Linked DNA regions of Cricetulus griseus: region 1 is linked to region 2. The links are chromatin contacts, called in public Hi-C maps. All regions are on one chromosome and are shown on one strand. Each heading gives the region's core, a stretch centred on a gene start, on an enhancer-like site or on the middle of the called end of the contact. The rest is flanking DNA. Distances are from core to core; before and after follow the strand shown.

Region 1 (2,700 bases), core at 133-2,632, 75 kb after region 2:
AGCCCCACCCTGCAGCAGGCCCCTGCCTCCCTGGGAGCAGGTAGCTTTTCATTCAACTTTGCAATGTCATGACTTCAATATCCACTCATACATTCATGACTTCAGTATCCACGCATATATTTATGACTTGCAAACAACACCAGCAGCCTGTCTTCTTGGGCTTCAGCCCCTTGGTCCAAATGTCTGGACTTCTCCCTCTGCTGAAATCGAGTAAGTCCTCAACAGACCATATTGTCTCTCCCCTAAATTTACTTCTGCAATGCCTGCATAGGTGAATAGAACCCTCCTCTAGTTGCTCGGCCTCCAATATGTGAGCCCTACCTCCCACCCCTTCTCTCACCCCTTCTGTACTTACATGGGCCTATGCACACACACACACACACACACACACACACACACACACACACACACACACACACACACACACACGCAATCATGCAAATGTAAAAAGAACAATGTCACCGTACTGGGAACTAACCAGAATGAGGGCTCTGGGGCCAGCCTATGTTCTCAATAGAGTCCGGAGACATCTGCCCCTTTCATCCCCACAGCCCCATCCTTCTTCAGGACACCACCATCTCTCGCCCACGAATTGTAAAAGTTTTCTTTTTTTCTCTTTCCATTTTCCCGTGTGTGAGGTTCACGTGTGCGGATTTATATGCTCGTGGTGGCACGTGTGCGCACACAGGGGCACGTGGAGGCCAGTGGGTGAGGTTGAAAATCGTCATTGGTGGCTCTCCACCTCAGTCAAGATCTCTCAATCAAACCCAGAGCTCTCCGCCGATATGACTAGCTTAGACAGCCAGTTTGCTTTGGAGATCGCCTATCTCCGCCTTCTCAGCTTTGCCCACTTAGCATTTACATAGGCTCCAGAGATCTGAACTCTGGTCTTCACATTAGTGTAGCCATCTCCATAGCCCCTCTTGATCTGGTCTATAATCTTGCTTGCCCATCTCTAGCCCAAATAAGAACATGATCTTTTTATTATTATTATTATTATTATTATTATTATTATTATTATTACTATGTATACAGAATTCTGTCTGCATGCTTGCACCAGATCTCAATATAGATGGTTGTGAGCCACCATGTGGTTGCTGGGAATTGAACTCAGGACCTCAGGAAAAGCAGCAGTGCTCTTAACCTCTGAGCCTTCTCTCCAGCCCTGAATGTCATCTTTCTAAGATGTTTCCTTCCTAAGAAGTCTTTTCCTGTCCTCCTCAAACTCCTCAGCATCTGAGGTGGCTTCCCGGGCCCAATGTGACTGCCCTCAGCCCTATTTGATTCCCTGTCCCACAGCCCACCCTACACACAGTACGTTCCAGCCACTTGAAGCTACCGGTAGTTTCCCCACATAACTCATTCTGTGTAGCGGCACAGACAATATGACTCACCAAACACCATGTGTGACCCGGGAGTCATTGCTAGCCTGGGTCACTGAGTCACCCATGGAGGACAGCAGCAAACTTCATGGGAACAAAAAAAAAAAAAGAGAGCTTTTCTTGAATTAAACTACTGAGACGCTCAGATCTTGAGGTTTCCTTTTTGCCATTGTCATTGTTTGTTTTTTGTGTGTTTGTTTTGTTTTGGACACTCTACAGCCCAGGCTGGCCTCAAACTCACATTGATCCTCCTTCCTTGGCATCCTAAATTCTGGGATTACAGGTGTGAGGCGCCACTCCAGCTGAGGGTTTCCCTCTGGCTGCAGCACAGTGGAGCCTATCGTTTCCAGTTTTCCCTCTACACCCACCTCCCTACCTAGACACCTGTGCTTGTCTGGCAGGCTCAACCTCTGGAATGGTCAAGACTGAGTCTGGGCTTCTTCTTAGGAACCTCCTTACCACCCTGTGAAACCCCTATTAGCACTATATAACTGGGCATTCCTGAGCCCTCACTCCCCATCAGGTCTAGAGATCAGAGCCCAGGCCTTTCTCACTCAAGGCTGCATCCACAGTACTTGACACGGGGTCTGCATGTATTCAACAGATACTTGAACTAGTGAAACATGCCTGTAATCTCAGCACCTGGGAACCTGAAACAGAAGGATTATGGGTTGGAGGCCAACGTGGACCTCATAAGAGGTTCCAAGCCAGCCTGGACTACATAATAGGATAATTATCAAAAAACTAACAACAAAAACCTAGTGAAGGAAGGAAAGAAAGCAAAGATACATTCAAGGACAATTTTAGATCCACAGATTAGCATTCTCATGCCTGTACTCTGCTGGACACCAAAAGCAAACTGTTTTTACGTTATTCAATCTTGAATCCCTTTGAGGGTGGTATAAAAATAACGGAAGAATTGGGAGAGTATGAAGTTCCCCTTTTTAATGACTTATACTCAGCTGGGGGAATTGAAAAATCTGCAGCCAAGCCCTTCCTCTCCCCGTCCCTCTGTATGCCTTTAATTTTCACCTCCATCACCTGTCATGACTACAGTGCATCCTTCTGACTGGGCACCAAGCCAGCAGTTAAGTCACCAAGGCCAGCGTCTGAAGCCATGGTGTCTTTGCAGACCACAGCTATCCCACAGAGCCACAGTGGAATCAGGTGGCTGGGAGGAGTCAGGAGTGGGGGCCCCATAGCTCCTCTCCATCACTGTCAGAGGCCTGTGGAAGCAAGCAGGCCCTTCGGCTTCTTCATTAGTGATTTGCAGTAGAGACAGGAGCTCAGGTCTCCAGGGATCCAGGCAGGCCAGTGC
Region 2 (2,700 bases), core at 119-2,618:
TAGGGCTGGGCAATCTAGCTGGAGCTGTCTCAGTCAATAGATTCCCTCCTTGCACCAGTCTCTCCACCGCTATCCCCAAATGGCCCATCCATTTCTGCAAATGAGCCAAGGCTTCCCAGGTTTGCCCACTCCCCCGGAGATCCAGGCAAAGCCTATCCCTGCCACCCCAGGATCCAGGTGTCCAGATGCAAGGCCTAGACTTCTTGGAGAAGAGAGACGGATGAGTTCCTTCTAAAACCGGGATGTTACCTAAAGAAGCCTGCTTACCTTCTTATGTAACCTGATGTGCAAGATCCCAAGGGGACCCGGGACTACCCCGTGGTTCCCTCCTAACCCAGCCAGAGCCTGCAGCAATGGTCCTTAGCAAAGAAAGCACTGTTGGTTAGATACCTTTCCCAATACCCTCCCGGTATTGGGGCGCGACCTGTCAGCAGGTCTGGGGCGTGCATGCCCCCTCGAGTTCCCCCGCAGTCTCCACGACAGTTTTCTCCCGCTCACCCCGCCCTCTCCGCGGTCCGTGCACAGCACCTCCCAGCACACGCACTGGGGGAGGAGAACGAGGAGGGAGCGCCCCGCTGTCCCGGCCTCACACAGGACTGCCCGGCCCAGCCCGGGAAACCACGGGTGGGCAGCGCCTGCAGCTCTCCCGTAGAGAGCTCGGGGCCCCGGGTCGGTGGGAGTCCCCAGCGGTAGCTACTACGACGGTGGCCGCCCCAGGTGCCCGCGGCCGCGCGCCCCGCCTACTCCCCCCGCCTCCCCCGGGGACCCACCGTGCAGAAGCCGCTGGCGGAGGCGGCGCCCCCGGGCCCAGAACCAGGCTGCAGGCGCCGTGCCCACTCCGCGCCTCTGCCGCCCGCTGCCAGGCCCGTCGGCGCGGGAGCCGCCGCGGCGCAGCCCCGCCGCCGCGCAGCCTCTGTCGCCGCAGCGGCCGCCCCGTCGCGGCCCCGCGCGAGCGTCCCTCCCCGCAGGCTGTGGCGGGCGGCAGGGACGGGTTGCATCAGCCCCGGCTATATAGCGGGCCCTGAGTCGCGGCGGGGAGGGGTCGGGAATGCGGAACCGGCCGAGCTGCCAGCTCCACACGTCAGAGGGGGACGGAGAGGAAGAGAAGGAGGGGACGGGGAGGAGGGGGTGTGGATCGCGCGCTTCACACCCACTGACCTTCACCTCCCCCGCTGCCGGCGCCCTCCTCCTGCCGCGGCTCGCGCTCCTCCGCCTGCCCGGCCGGCCGGGACCCAGCCGTGCTTGTCCCGGCAGCATCGCGGTCCCGCGGCGCGCCCCGCCCGCGGCTCCCGAGAGCGCGAGGCAGCAGGACCCGGCGAGCGGTTATGTAAGCGCATCCTCTGCTCGGCCGCAGGGCCGCCACCCCCGAGGCGCTGCACAGCCAGGGAGGCAGCGACACGAAGGCGGCGGCCGGACGTGCAGAGAACCCCTTCCAGCTCAGCCCGCGCTGAACCATCCTCCTCCGTCCGGTGCGCTCTCCCGCAAAGCCCAGAGCGAGGGTGACGTTCAGCGCAGCAGTGATGTCTTCGGACGCAGGATCTCGCAAGCCTGTTTTGTTTTTTCCGTGGAGGAGCATGGGCGGGGAGATTAAGGCGTTTGGGAGCCTCTGTCCCTATCCACTGTCCACCAAAGCGCCCTGGGGTCCTGAAGCCATGCTGTGAGTGGCCAGAGACCCAGACTGGAGCTGCAGTCTGAGGCCACCGTTGTGTCAGTGGCTGGCCCAGTTTGACCCAAAGCTCTTTGCCCAGCTCCCACAGGCTTTCGCCTCCCTTTGACAGAACGCAGTAATGAGGACCTGACTTCTGCAAAACCTCCAAAGGCCTTCTTCCTCAAGGACTCCCAGCGCTAGCTTCCACGCCCTCCTCTTAACCTCCTTCAGGGGTAGATGGTAAAGAACGCTCCAGAGAAAATAATAATGACAGTCCTTTGAAGGCTAGTACACAGAGCCCTCAGGCAGAAATACATGTGGCACCTAAGAACAATTGCTGTCATCCCCAGTCTCCAGACCCTTGGGTGATCAGCCAGCTCTGCCCCCGACACGCGTACCTTTCTGTTTAAGCCTGAGAAGGTTGGCAATGTTGACACTCAGTGACCTTCAGATTCCTTCTCAGAGAGAAGGCAGGTCATCACCCATAGAAGAAAGGAAGTGAAAGAAAAAGTTCATGCCTTCGTAGAGTACAGATGCTCAGAGTGAGACTTCAAATCAGAGCCAAGCCTGACAAGCACAGATCCATGAGCCTGCCTGCAGGGAGGCATCCTGCAGGAGAGGACAGGTTGAATAGACAGAGACAGACCAAGTCCCAGTGACATGGCTTGTCCATCTTCACAGTCACCATCAGCAACTTCCCTTACAACACTGGTGCAAAAACAAAGAAAGTGTAACTCCAAAAGAACACACTCTGCCAACTCAGTAGTAATGTGATAGTTTTGTAGAAGAACATTACTCTCCGACCCAGAAAAGCCAGCAACACCTTTACCAAGGCACAGAGATCAAAGCTGGACGGCGTGAAACTGGCTTACATGATATTTCTCCCCCAAGATGAGAGTCTGGACATTTATGTGAAAGAAAACACTGAATTCGGGAAACATTACTTTATACATCCTCTGTTGGGACTTTGAAAAAGCTAAACTGATCTCTGTGCTGGGACTAATAATTAACATGTGTGGTTAAAGCTGGTAGTCCCCAGGGCGTACTTTGGA

What was found. A called contact is a pair of places that touch in the nucleus more often than the background predicts.
Region 1: a contact with region 2 is called in a Hi-C map of the CHO-K1 cell line, with 2.8 times the contacts expected there. The contact joins the enhancer-like site here to the promoter of Jdp2 in region 2. A contact is called at or near these places in 2 of 8 Hi-C or Micro-C datasets (the CHO-K1 cell line and liver).

What each region holds. Positions count from the first base shown.
Region 1 is chr5:118,268,274-118,270,973 of CriGri-PICRH-1.0, forward strand. No RefSeq gene overlaps it. Among named protein-coding and RNA genes, the nearest start is that of Fos, 46 kb to the right of the region's middle. Within about 2 kb of position 1,383, at least 3 of the 6 cell types and tissues checked have open chromatin away from gene starts, as enhancers often do. A contact at or near this core is called in the CHO-K1 cell line, where this site is marked.
Region 2 is chr5:118,193,212-118,195,911 of CriGri-PICRH-1.0, forward strand. Jdp2 (jun dimerization protein 2) reads right to left here and starts at 1,369. Exons shown (of 6, transcript XR_004770126.1): 1 at 1,159-1,369.